Linked DNA regions of Pan troglodytes: region 1 is linked to region 2. A link is a contact called in public HiChIP or PLAC-seq data. All regions are on one chromosome and are shown on one strand. Each heading gives the region's core, a stretch centred on a gene start, on an enhancer-like site or on the middle of the called end of the contact. The rest is flanking DNA. Distances are from core to core; before and after follow the strand shown.

Region 1 (7,231 bases), core at 1,782-4,281, 830 kb after region 2:
CAGAAGTAATGTCATTGGTACTTGACATCAAAGTCCCTTTTACATGATGCTCTTTTCAGACAGATCTGGTTCCTCAAACTCTATTTTTACATCAAAGCTCCCACGGTGCTTCCCCCAAACCAGAAACACAAACTTGTCTACGACTGCCAGAGTCCTCTAACACCCAGCATCCCCAGGACAGGAATAGAAAGCAGCCCTGTAAGCATAAAAGAAACCATCATTGATGCTAGAAAATAACCTATTTAGTACCTAATTACAATGTGATTCAAAAATCACTTATGTGTCAATGAATATTCCTAATAGAAATACTAATATTTAAACATGCATGTTGAAGTGCTGGGGGGTGGGTATGATGAAAGAGACACGTATGAGGACAATAATAAGAGACATGACAAGAGGCACTTTGGGATTGGATTTTAAAAGGTCTTATATGCCATGTTAAGAAGTTTATATCTAGTCATACGAACCCAAAACTCAAAAGCATAGCTTAGATTATAAAATTCAGAATATAATAGCATATGCCACAGTATTATGGAGATTAGATTGAAGGGGGAATATAGTAGAGAAAAAAAGTGCCAGAAGATAGGAAGGCCTGTTGCAAAGCTAGTTTCAAAAATGATATGGGCCTAAACAAAGCCACTGGCAGTAGTGATGAATCTTCCTAAAGCACCTCTTTGATCATCTCACCCCTCTGCCCAAAAAGGACTCCCTAACTCACACTTGACACACAAGGCTTTCCACAAATCTGGTTGCAATCTTGTGTAATCCCAATGTGCCCCTGTATGAATAATGTGTTCTAGCAATACTGATTTTCTATTTCCCTTAAATACATAAAACTTTTTTGTCTATTATCCTATTGCCTCTGCCTAGAATACCCCTAGTCCCTGCCTGCCTAAGGCCCAACTCTCTAAATTCTTTCAGCATTTTATTCTTTTTTTTTCCCAATATTTTCTACATTTTATAGCCCTACTTAGATTACGTTCCTTGTTTTATACTCCATCCACTGGGTTTCCGCAAGTGCCAGGAGACTAGTAGGTATCTGTTACAGGTTGAATTGTGTGTCCCCAAAATTCATGAATCCCTAATCCCCAACATGACTGTATCTGGAGATAAGGCCTTGAGGTATGTAATAAAGGTTAAACAGAGGTCATAAGGGTGGGCCCTAATCCGATAGAACTGATGTCCCTATAAGAAGAGGAAGAGATAGGCTGGGCGCCATGGCTCACGCCTGTAATCCCAGCATTTCGGAAGGCTGAGAGGGGTGTGGATCACCTGAGGTCTGGAGTTTGGAACCAGCCTGGTCAACATGGTGAAACCCCATCTCTACTAAAAATACAAAAATTAACCGGGCATGGTGGTGGGCACCTGTAATCCCAGCTACTCAGGAGGAGAATCGCTTGAACTCGGGAGGTGGAGGTTGGAGTGAGCCAAGATTGTGCCACTGCACTCCAGCCTGGGGGATAGAGCGAGACTCTGTCTTAAAAAAAAAAATAAAAAAAAAAAAATAAAAAGAGGAGGAAGAGATAGCAGAGATCCTTCTCCTTCCAGGTGCAGGCACAGAGAAGAGATAGTGACATAGAGAAGACATGGTGAGAAAGCAGCCATTTACAAGCCAGGAAGAGAAGCCTTACTATAACTAATTCTGATGGCACTCTTTTTCCCCCCTTAAATCAAACTGTATAGCCTAGAAACTGATGGCAGCTTAATCTTGGACTTCTAGTCTCCAGAACTGTGAAAAAATAAATCTCTATTGTTTAAGCCACCTAGCCTGTGGTATTTTGTTATGGCAGCCCTAGCGGACTAATACAGTATCTAATAAATTCTTGAATGCATGCTAAAATGGGATTCTAGGCACTCGATTTTAAACATTCTTTTCTGGATTTTATTTCAATTTGGAAATAGGATATTTTACAGAAGTACTAAATCTAATTTTTATAATGAAAAAGTAAGAGTTGCAAAAATTTTAAACACTTTAGGCCGGGCGTGGTGACTCACGCCTGTAATCCCAACACTTTGGGAGGACGAGGCAAGAGGATTATTTGGTGAGACACTGTCGCTACAAAATTTCTTTTAAAAAATTACCCGGGCGTGGTGACACGTGCCTGTAGTCCTAGCTACAGGGAGGCTGAGGCAGTATTCAAGAATACCACTACCTTCAAACCGTTCAAAGTACAAAGCTTACTACAGATAGGTCAATTTTTCAGTATCTTGGGTTAGTTAATAATGCAATACATATTTAAGATCATGATTTTGGAATTCAACTTTGTAACTAAACAGAAGCACATTTATGACTGAATTGGAACAGATAACTTTAATGGCAACTTGGTCAAAACCAGATCCCTATTCTTGCATTCAGGTGTTAATAATTAGCCCTAGGTCTCTGATATTTGAACATAAAAAGGCAAAACCTTTAAATATTACATCTTCTCTAATGGGCAATGATACTAGAGCAGGTACTATAATTAATCCTCCCTCCAAGCTTCCATACGTCCTGTCCCACAAAAATAGTAAATTGCACCAAGTATTTGTTTTATCAACTAAATAGCTCTTCTGCACCTTCTTCTCTCCCACAGAAACTCTACTTACAAAAGTAGGAGAGGAATGGCAGAAGCTGGAAACTGAGTTCAGGGAACTGCTACAAGATTGTTACAATCCTTATCCACGCATCCCGAGCTTTACCACAGCAGATTACCCAGAGCTTCCCAGTCAAGGCCGGAGAGCCGCGGAGAGAACTATGACCCCCCTCCTCCCTCCTCCTACAGAGCAACCTCGCTCCCTAAGGCCAAACCCGCGCCCCCCATGACCTCCAATGGCTCGAGAAAAGAGCTTTGAATTGCCCGCTTTTTCCAAAGCTGGTTCATACTCCCTCGCAAAGCAGGGAATAGGGTCTGGGGACAAAAGGAGGCACATGCCTGCCACATGAGGAAAACCCCATCACCTGGAACTCGGCGAACTCCTCACAGTTCACACCGCCACTGGGCGCCGCCATATTGGACAAACACGAGGACCCCGCTGCAGGCCAATCACCGCGGAGCAAAGGTGACCGCGGAGCCGCCTGACAAAAAATATAGTACGAGGGGAATCCTTAGGAAAGCTGAGTGCAAGGCTTGAGTTCAACGTGGTCCGCATCCACCTCGGAACCTGTCACCCTGCTGTCCCAACCCTTTTAACATGTCCTCCTGGAACTGGGCCAGATACATGGATCAGATTGTCAGACCTTGAAGGGACTGTTTACTCCAATCCCATCTTTTCACAAAAGGGAAACAATTTCCTTGTGGTTCCCCTACCAGGTCGTTGAAGGAAATCTAGGCAAGTGAGGCCTTTCTAATACCTCTCACTCCAGTGCCTAACCTCCTCCCCGGACCCTGGAGCAGAGGGGTCTTTGTTAAGAATTTGGGACCACTATGAAACGTCAAGAAAAAACGGCATTTCTGGCAGTGTGGGTGGGTATGAGTAAAGTGTTTAGGATGGAGATGATCAAATGTTTTTAGAAAATAGGTAAATAGAAAACAAATTGAAAACATACATGTTAATTTCTCAGATTAGCCTGAGGGATGCTCCAACAAGAGATAGGGCCACTGAGCAGAGTCCAATTATGTGTTTTCTGATAAAAGCATATGTTCATTGAAAACACTGGAAGAGCGGCATACTGGAATACTGGTTTATCTGGTGTATTTCGGGAGTTTACAGATCACGAAAGTTGCACATTTCCTTTCTATTTCACACAGGTACTCCCATGGGTACATATCCGCTAGGGCAAGGGCCCACGGCGCCACACTCCACAGGACCATCTCCGAGGCTGGCTCAGGATGCGGCGCCAGGGGCACTAGGCTGGCGCCGCGGGTCTCCAGCGCGTGGCGCACGTCCTGCACGCCCCGCACTGGCGCAGGCCTGTACACCGCGTCGCGCACGCCCCGCCCCCCGGCGCCGCCTGCGTCCTTCCCACTCCAACGCTGGGTGACATTGAGCTCACCAGCGCCACCGTCCCCGGCGAAGTTCTGCGCTGGTCGGCGGAGTAGCAAGTGGCCATGGGGAGCCTCAGCGGTCTGCGCCTGGCAGCAGGTGAGACGCCAGTCGGGATATGGGAGGTAGGGGAGCTGGCCCGGCCGCTGCGGGTGGGGGAATCCTGAAGCCTTCCTGGGCCCCGGAGTGGCTCCATTCCATGACGCACTTTCTCGGTTCCTCGGAATCCTACCTACTTAGTAGCCATGCGGGAGGGAACTAGGTGAGCAGCTGCTGATAGGCATTGGAGACTGCCCGTGAATTACCCTCATCTCCATCCACCCAGCTCCCACCAACTTAACTGCCCACGCGCCTACCCTTCTCCCCACCCCCGTCCTCAGCCTCCCCTGAGCTCAGTCTGTAAAGCACCTACTATCCCTAGACCTCCCCTTTACCCATGCATTCAGCTTTCCACCCTAACCTCCCTTATCTATTGCTCTCCTTGAGTCTTCCCTCTTCCCCCTGCTCCTTCCTCTCTGGAGTTTATCCCAGAAAACCTCCAGTCTGAAGTTTCCCCACTCATTAAATGTCTGATTAGGCCAAGGATTTAGGTCTTAGAGATTAATAATAATTGTTTTCTTAAAATGGAGGATACATTACTTTTAAACACTTATACAATTAATTGATTCGAATTTCTTGGAGGAAGTGTGTAATTGAAGGATCTGCAGTTTGTTTTGGTGGTAGACATTTGTGTGATGACTATTTTGGACTTAGGTAATGAAAGCTTAATTCTTTTTTTTTTGGGGAGAACCAGCAGAGCCTTGGCATAGTAGGGGTTGAGAAATCAGAGGGCTTGCATTTTGACTCTTTTCTGGGTACCAGAGATCTTTTGTTCAGTGGCACACACTACATTATTAAAAAGTTGTTAATTAAATTTTTAAAGGAAAAATAGCCCCAAACTTGGCTATTCAAATAATATAAATATATATTGTAAATGTAAATGAAGTAATGCAAAAAAAAAGAGTGAATGTTGCATAGTTTCACAAGTTTGATACGTAACCTTCCCCACCTCAAGATTATCCTTTACACAGCTTATCTGGTGTTCCGGTGGAGAATGGACTGGAAAACATGTCTCAAACTAGAGAGTATTATTATATTTACTTCCTTTAAAAGCAAACACTTCTTCCACTAAAATCCTCAATACTATGATTTCATTGATTTTGTCAGTTTTGTTGAACTAATTCACCTAAAATATCTTCTGTACATCCTATTAACATTATGAAGCTTTTCAACAAGGCAAGTGAAAGGATCATTGCTCTGTAAAAAAGTTAAAATGGACTGCATGAAAAGAACTTTGACATCTTGGAACTACTTTGACATCTTTGAACTAATACTGAGTATATTGTAAGTAGTTCATCTTCTTGCTTTGAGAATATATTTATGCATCTTGCATAAATTTATTTTTGCATCTCTGCAAACTTCTGATGTGTAAAAACTTCACTATTGACCACTTAACCAAAGCAGAATTCCTTGAGTGATTTAAGAACAATTTATTTTACTTCAGATATAAAATTTTTAATAGCACACTAAGGATGTTATATGAGCAGCTCTCTCCATATGATCTTCCACAAATGTCTGATGCTTTGTGAGCAACTCCGCAACAACCTACTGCCTTTCACCCACTTCATAGCTAAATACTTTCATATACATTATTTTGTTGGATGGATTTCCCATAGCAGCCCTCTCAGGTAAGTCTTATTCCTCCCACACTTTATAAATGAAGAAACATAGGTCAGAGATGACTTGTCCAGGATCTCTTTGCCAAAAAATGTTAGAGCCAGGAGAGGGTACCCTTTAATTCTGGAATTTTTGTGCTTTTTGCTGTTGTTCAAGCTGTTCATTCAGGGGCTGTGCGTGTGTGAATTTGTCATGACTAATTGGATCTCATTAATCTGAAATGGAAGAGTCATGAAATGCAGATTTAGTTCTGAAATGAAAGTACACCCTTCATGTGCAAATGGCTTTTCAAGAAAGAAGACTGCTTTAATAAGCAGCCTTAGCCAAAGGAATGAAAGATCAAATAGAAATGTAGGCTGTGTGGTGGCTCACACCTGCTATCCCAGCACTTTGGGAGGCTGATACTGGAGGATTGCTTGAGACCAGGAGTTTGAGACCAGCCTGGCTAACTTAGCAAGACCCTGTCTCTACAAAAAAAACTTTTAAAAATTAGCTGGGCATGGTGGCTCAAACCCATAGTCTCAGCTACTCAGGCTGAGGCAAGAGGATCACTTGAGCCCAGAAGTTTGAGGCTGCATTGAGCTATAATACGATCATGCTACCACATTCCAATCTGGACAACAGAGTGAGACCCTGTCTAAAAAAAAAAAAAGAAAGAAAGAAAAGGAGCATAATCTAGGCATACCTTACTTATCCAGAATATTTGGAATAAGATTCTCTAGGTAAGTGAAATTTCAGATGATCAAAACTTAACCTTATAAATGATGGACCTTTACTTTTGTTTCTGTTGGAAATCTTTGGTATACTCCCTTAGCAAACAATATAGCAAACATAATGTAGGCTTTTATGAGCTCGAATTTGTTGTTTTGTAGGTGTAGTTGTAGATACAGATCAGGGTTGTTAACTTGTGGTACTGGACACCTCCACATTTGAGAGGTCCTGTGAACTTCTCAAATTTTTATGATTGTATACCATTTTTGAGAGAGAGGGTCCATATTTTATATCTGCTACTCAGAGCAGTTCATGCTCTTTAAGTTAAAAAGCACTGATACAGATGATTAGGAACTAAATGGCCATTTACCCACACTACGCTGGGTTTCATAAGGGTAAACACTGGATCTGTTTTGTTTTTACTCAGTCCTTACCACTTATTGGTGTTCAGTTCATAGTAGACAGGCAATACATATTTTTTGGATGAAGGATGCTAGGAAATATCTTGGAACATGCTGCAAATGTAAGGTGAGTTTTCACACCTGTTTTCTCCTGAAAGAATAAAATAGATATAACTTTTAGGATATTGTATCTTTCCACAGAATGATTATTAGTTCAAAGGAATGGAATGACCTTACAAGAATGTTTCTTATTGAAAGAAAGTTTTGCTCCCCTAAACTCTGTTGACTGGTCAGATTTGAAAATGAATTTGTTACCGTCATTGTTACCAATGTAATGGACTATATGGGCTGCCTTCCTTTTAGTTTAACCCACATCTCAGAGCATTAGAGTAGAGAGGTATCTTAGAAGTCAGGTAATTTAGTCCTCTAATTTTTACAGA
Region 2 (7,342 bases), core at 61-2,560:
ATGAAGCTAACTAGGAAGTTGTTTCTGTAAAGGTCGAAAGATCCAGAAGCCACGTGAACATTAATACCAGGCGATCACTGAAAACACGCGTATGTCTGAACAGAAAGTGACCTGCCACACCAGGCCCCAGTCACGGAGAAGGGGAGTAGAAGCCCAATAGGGTATGCAACGAAGCAAGCCCCGTGGGGTGAGGACACCTCCCGACCCATGGCCCGGCGGAGCTGCCCCCGTTGCCCGCGGCCTCCCGGGTTCCTGGAGCACCTGCAGCTGCGGCCGACTGACGGCCGCGGTCCTTCAGGCAGCGACCCAGGCCGGGCGGCGGGCTCAGCACGGACCCGGAGAGGAGCTGGGGGCTGTCACTGCTGTCACCGCCGCTTCCCGAGAACGAATCTGAGCCTGATTCTGAACGCCGCCGTTTCCCACTCCGACGCAGAAGATTCATGGCAAACCCTTCTCGGCCGATCAGGGCAAGCCGCAGTCCCAGCGTCCTCCCTCTCGGGAGAACCCTGGCCTGGCAACAGCTGCGGGCATCTTCCCGCCAGTCTTCAAACTCAAACCTCCCGGCCCGCCCCGGAACCATAGAGTTCTCCGTGGCTTAAGTAACCCGAAAGCCATAGACTCGTGGGGAAGGAGCGGCTCTCGCTGGCGTCTAAGACTTCCGGCCTCCAACGTCCTGGTTGGTTAATATGAGAGCTAGATTAAAGAGGAAGAATACAGAATCTATAGTTATAACCATACTGACCTAAAAGCCTTCCTTCTCTTTTTGTCCATTTCTGGTTTGAATAGGAAGGCCATGCTAACTTCATAAAATGGGCTGCCCATAATAGGTAGATCAGGGAAGTAGCTCTTCTTAACGTATTGGTATTCTGTAAAAAATTATTTCAGATTGAGAAGCATTATGCAAGATAGCCTAGGGTTTCTAATAGAGCATAATTTCCTCCTTTCTCCTAGTATATGATGGTAGGGCAGGGCTATTTCTGAACACAATTTCCATTTTAGCCAGCATGCATTGTGAGGAATATGTAATGAGGAATTGGGGATTGCTGGCTGACAGACCCCTGAGACACTGTATGAACGCCGCGAGGAAGGGGCTCTGAATATACCCCAGGGATCGTTATGAGCCAAGAGCTTAGTAATGCATCTGTGTTGTCCCTTTTGTAAAGGTAGAAGCGAACGAGTTCTGAACGTAAAACGGTGACCATCCATTACCTAGTTGCATAATTCATTTCACCAAGCAAACCTAGTAGGCCCTAAGCCTGACCTGAAGAGGCTGTGCAGTTCTAGAGCACTAAAAATCTCAAAAGGTCCAGTCCAATTAAAAAAAAAAAAAAAACACTCGAATACAATCTGGAAAATAGCATTCGAACCATCAATTCCTTCCGTGAAAACATTTTTTTGATTTAAATGACAATATTCTAAAGTTCCACGAGATGGCGACATTACTCCGTGAATGAAACATTTTTCTCTTGGCCTTTTACGCAATCAACAACTATTTACTGAGTATCTACTGTAAGCTAGCCACTGGGTAAATGGCAGTGAAATGGCATAAAATGGTTCCTGCTCTCAAAGAGAAAGAGTCTAGAGAATAAGGCAGACATTAAACAAGTCAGTTAATGAAGTGTGCCATATGCTCGGGCAGAAATGAAGAGTACTATTAAAGAAATAAAAGAGATCTCGCCGGCCGTGGTGGCTCACGCCTGTAATCCCAGCACTTTGGGAGGCCGAGATGAGTGCATCACCTGAGGTCAGGAGCTCTAGACCAGCCTGGCCAACATGGTGAAACCCAGTCTCTACAAAAATACAAAAAATTAGCCGGGTATGATGGCGGGTGCCTGTAATCCCAGCTACTCTGGAGGCTGAGGCGGGAGAATCGCTTGAACCTGGGAGGCGGTGGTTGTAGTGAGCCGAGATCGCACCACTGCACTCCAACCTGTGCGACAAAGAAAGACTCCGTCTCAAAAAAAGAAAAAAAAAAAAAGAGAGAGACCCCTAGATTGTAGCCAAGAAAGAACTTTCTCAGATGCAGTGTAACTTAAGGGTTAACAGTGCAACTCTGGAGGCAGTCAGTCTAGGTTTGAAACTTAGTAGCTGTGAGATCTTGGGCAACTTGCTTAACCCATTTTTTGTTTGTTTGTTTGTTTTGAGACGGAGTGTCCCACTCTGTCGCCCAGGCTGGAGTGCAGTGGCTTGATCTCTGCTGACTGCAACCTCTGCCTCCCAGGTTCAAGCGTTTCTCCTGCCTCAGCCTCCCAAGTAGCTGGGATTACAGGCCTGCACCACCACACCTGGCTAATTTTTGTATTTTTAGTACAGACAGGGTTTCACCATGTTGGTCAAGCTGGTCTCGATCTCCTGACCTCAAATGACCCGTCCACCTCCGCCTCCCAAAGTGCTGGGATTACAGCGTAACCCTTTTGTGCCTCCATGTCCTTGTCTGTATGATAGAGATAATAATTGTAACAACCTATTTGGTTATTTTGAGGACTGAGTAAGTCAATATGTGTAAAGTACTTAGAATAGTGCCGGCACATAATAAATACTATTCAGAGAAAATATTTAGATGTTCTAATATAGCTCCCAATTTAAATTCAGCATTTTGCTGGGAAAAGGCTAAACTAGAAAAATCTCTTACAAAGCTATTCTGTTTTTATTATTAGGTGAACTATGATCAAATCAGAAAAATAATTAGAAAGGAATTGAAAGTTTTATGTCATCCTACCAAAAGCCTAGAGAATATTTTAAAATATATAATTTATTTTAAATGTTCAACATTTCTAATTTTTTCAGAAAAACTCTGAAAATGGAGAATAGAAGGCTATTTCTCAAAAATATTAAAGATGTTTATGCTAACAGTTATCATAATAACTAATATTAAAATACCAGAAGCATTTTCCATCTGTATTGTGTCTAAACTCGTGTTCCTTGGAATTTTGTCTGTGATAATTCTTCAAGGAGGCCGGGTGCAGTGGCTCACACCTGTAATCCCAGCACTTTGGGAGGCCAAGGCAGGCCGAATCATTTGAGGTTAGGAGTTCGAGACCAGCCTGGCCAACATGGTGAAACCCTGTCTCTACTAAAAATACAAAAATTAGCCAGGCCTAGTGGTGCACCTGTGGTCCCAGCTACTTGGAAGGCTAAGGCAGGAGAATGGCTTGAATCTAGGAGGTAGAAGTTGCAGTGAGCCAGGATCACACTGAGGGAAGAGAGAGACCCTCTCATATTGGGAAGAGAGAGACCCTCTCATATTGTTTTATATTGTATTATACTCAGTACCTGTTTGTTTTTTTTTGTTTTTTTTTTAAAAAAAAACCAACAAGGAAGTAAAACCAAAGACCAGCAGCCCGGCGCCACGCCCGAAACCAGGCCTGGGCCTGCCAGGCCTCAACCCAGTAGTTAAAAATCAACTCATAACTTAGAAACTGATGTTATTCATAGATTCCACACATTGTATAGAAGAACACTGTGAAACTCCTTGCCCTGTTCTGTTTCTTTCTGAATACCAGTGCATGAAACCCCTGTTACATACCCCTAGACTGCTCAATCAACCACGATCCTTTCGTACGAAAACTTTAGTGTCGTGAGCCCTTAAAAAGGACAGAAACTGTGCATTTGGGGAGCTTGGATTTTGAGATAGTAGCTCACTGATGCTCCCAGCTGAATAAAGCCCTTCCTTCTACAACTCGGTGTCTGAGAAGTTTTGTCTGCAGCTCATCCTGCTACAACACCATTGCACTCCAGCCTGGGTGATAGAGCAAGACTCAGTCTCAAAAAAAAAAAAAAAAGATTCTTCAAGGTCTGAGTAAACCCCTCCAAATAAAATTTACACATACTTCTGCCAGTTACCTGGGAGACATACCAATTGTGGATCACTTTAAATTTAATCTTTGGCTTTTTAAAAAATATGTAAGTAGTAGAATTATGCTAGATACCCAGAGTCAGGTTTGTGCAGGCTTGCATCCTTATTGTCTCAATCTGCAGGACAGATATTTCTCTGCTTCATTTACTGAGAGTGCTGCCTTTCTTGGGTTTTGGCTTTCTGCAGAAATTTTTTTTTTTTTTTTTTTTTTTGAGACAGAGTCTCACTCTGTTGCCCAGGCTGGAGTGCAGTGGTGCGATCTCAGCTCACTGCAACCTCCGCCTCCCAGGTTCAAGCGATTCTTGTGCCTCAGCCTCCCGAGTAGCTGGGACCACAGGTGGGCATCACCACGCCCAGCTCACTTTTGTATTTTTGGTAGAGATGGGGTTTCACCATGTTGGCCAGGCTAGTCTTGAACTCCTGACCTCAAGTGATCCACCCGTCTTGGCCTCCCAAAGTGCTGTGATTACAGGTGTGAGCCACCACACCTGGCCTATGCAAAGAATTTTAGATCTTACTTCTCACCCTGCTGGGAACAACAGATTCCTATCCCCCAGAGCCCATAATCCATGCTCTAGACTCCAGGGGGAACAGCAGGCATCACTATGGAAAACTTTGGGTCTAGTGCTTTTCTTAATCCTCTAGAATATGTTTGACATTTCTGTCCTACAAAGGATTCCCTGATTTTAATCAACTTAGTTATGAATTTTAAAAGTTTTTTAAATATAATATTTAGAATTTTAAGGAAGATGTGCCATACTCAAAGTGGTTTTTTTTCAGTTTAATATTGCTAAAAACAGAAGAAAAAAAGCCCCCAAATAACAATAATTGATGTACATTCAAAAACATCATCTGATTTTTTTTAACTTTACATAAATTATCAAGAGTGATTTCCCATGGAAATTTCAGAAGTTATATGGAAAAATAAAATTTTACCCAAATTAGGCCAGGCACAGTGGCTGACACCTATAAACCTAGCACTTTGGGAGGCCAAGGCGGGAAGATCACTTGAGCCCAGGAGTTTGAGCCTAGCCTGCACAACATAGTGAAACCCTATTTCTACAAAAAATTTAAAAATCAGCCAGGAGTGGTGACACATGCCTGTAGCCCCAGCTACTAGGGAGGTTGAGGAGAGAGGATTGCTTGAACCCAGGAGGTTGAGGCTGCAGTGAGTTGTGATGGCACCACTGCAATCCCCCGAGTGACCCGGTTTCAAAAATAAAAATAAAAACAAAAACAAAAATTACTCAAACTACATTTGTGAATTGACTAAAACAGAATTATCTACCCAGACTGAAAACTCTGTTTCTCATGTGATGTGAGTGGAAGTGATTTACAAAAAGGCAAAGAAAGAAAAGAGCTGGAAAATAAACAACGAACGTGGAATAAGAGTAGTACTGATTAGGTCTGAGGTACTCAGAACAAAGGAGATGCTAATTAAGGAGATTTTGTGTTTGAAATCCAGTGACTCTCAGCTAAAACAAGTCCAGTGGTACACATTAGAATCCCTAAGGAGCTTTTAAAATATTATAATACCCCTGGAGATTCTGAGTTAATTGATCTGGGATGGAGTGCAGGCACTGACATGTCTTAAAAGCTCCCCAGGTATTCTGACATGCTGGAATTGAAAACTACCAGTGCGGCTGGGGGCGATGGCTCACACCTGTAATCCCAGCACTTTGGGAGGCCGAGGCGGGTGGATCACGTGAGGTTGTCGAGAGTTTGAGACCAGCCTGACCAACATGGAGAAACCCTGTCTCTACTAAAAAAAAAAAAAAAAAAAAAAAAAGAAGAGAAAGGCCGGGCATGGTGTCTCATGCCTGTAACCCCAGCACTTTGGGAGGCCGAGGCGGGTGGATCACGAGGTCAGGAGATCAAGACCATCCTGGCTAACACAGTGAAACCCTGTCTCTACTAAAAATACAAAAAAAATTAGCCAGGCCTGGTGGCACGCACCTGTAATCCCAGCTACTTGGGAGGCTGAGGCAGGAGAATCGCTTGAACCCGGAAGTCAGAGGTTGCAGTGAGCTGAGTTCGCGCCACTGCACTCCACCCTGGGTGACAGAGCGAGACTCCATCTCAAAAGAAAAGAAAAGAAAAGAAAAGAAAACCACCAGTGCACACAAGGGATGAGGCTGACTTGAATTCAGGTGGCTTCAGTGAGAAAGTTTTAATAAGAGGCTTAAATTAACAAGGAACTCTGACAAAGACCTATTTTTCCACAATGCCTCAAAGAACTAGTTGAAATAGCTTACTTGTAGATGCAGATGAAAGCACAACTGAAATAACTTCAAAAGTCTAGGTTAAAACATCAGAAAGCCAACTTGAAGGTAGTAAAACTAAAGAATGAATCCCAATAAAAAGACTAAATTACTTGAACATGTAAGAACACAAACCCATAACTTCCAGATTCATACATAGTCCTGTCTTAGTTTGGCTGCTATAGTAAAATTCCTTTGACTGCATAATTTATAAACAACTGAAATGTATTGTTGGCTGGGGGCAGTGGCTCATCCCTGTAATCCCAGCACTTCGGGAGGCCGAGGCGGGTGGATCACTTGAGGTCAGAAGTTTGAGACCAGCCTGGCCCACATGGTGAAACCCTATCTCTACAAAAAATACAAAATTAGCCAGTCGTAGTGGTGTGTGCCTGTAATCCCAATTACTCTGGAGGCTGAGGCAGGAGAATCACTTGAACTCAGGAGGCAGATGTTGCAGTGGGCGAAGATCGCACCACTGCACTCCAGCGTGGGTGACACAGTGAGACTCCATCTCAAAAAATATATATATATATATGTTTTCTGTCTTGTCTCTCTTGCTTGGCTGACCTTCCTTTGTCCCTGGACTAGAGAAAACTAGGATTTTCTTGTGACTTCTTGTTGTTGTTGTTTTGTTTTGTTTTGTTTTGGTTTTGGTTTTGGTTTGTGTTCATTGGCATTTCCAGGTTGCTGGCCTCTCCAGTGTCCCGTTTAGAATATATAAAACAAAAAAACAAAACCCAAGCAATTCACAAAAGTTTAGTTTTTTGGTTCCCCAGGTCCTTGCCTGGTCTGCCTTCGGAATCTTCATATGTTTGTTTACATATAATGGTCAGGGCTTTTAGTTCCACTTCTCAGGAGGAACGGGGGAAAGCATATCTACTTCATCGTCCCAGAAGCAGAATTCTCACCTTTTAGTCTTTTAACCATCTTTTTACAAACAGACATTTACAGTGTATGATACTGCCCTTCCCAGATCCCTTTTACTAGTTGTTTGACCCAACCCCTGGCTGCCGTGTTGGTTGATAACTCACAGCTGCCCCCTCCTCGGAGGAATATCTCAGGGACAAACAGAAGCTGTCTTTGTGTGGCCTATGCACCACCATCTACTCTTTCGGCCAGGGCCTGACTGCTATCAATGCTGCAGATTTGTGCTACAGAGCTTCCTCCTGAAATGAGACTGAAGCTAGTCTGCAGCTGAGACCATGCTCTTGATACTTATGGTGCT

What was found. HiChIP or PLAC-seq counts read pairs in DNA pulled down with a chosen protein or histone mark.
Region 1: an H3K4me3 HiChIP or PLAC-seq map of stem cell-derived excitatory neurons shows a contact between it and region 2, with 12 times the contacts expected there. The contact joins the promoter of MIX23 here to the promoter of POLQ in region 2. A contact is called at or near these places in 1 of 7 Hi-C or Micro-C datasets (stem cell-derived neural progenitor cells) and 1 of 1 datasets of contacts at active chromatin or transcription factors (stem cell-derived excitatory neurons).

Annotation. Positions count from the first base shown.
Region 1 is chr2:125,655,526-125,662,756 of NHGRI_mPanTro3-v2.0_pri, forward strand. It overlaps MIX23 (mitochondrial matrix import factor 23), which reads right to left and starts at 3,032. Exons shown (of 6, transcript XR_010155324.1): 1 at 2,939-3,032. It overlaps FAM162A (family with sequence similarity 162 member A), which reads left to right and starts at 3,729. Exons shown (of 5, transcript XM_016941747.3): 1 at 3,729-4,062. The coding sequence starts at 4,029.
Region 2 is chr2:124,831,876-124,839,217 of NHGRI_mPanTro3-v2.0_pri, forward strand. POLQ (DNA polymerase theta) reads right to left here and starts at 1,311. Exons shown (of 29, transcript XR_010155309.1): 1 at 262-1,311.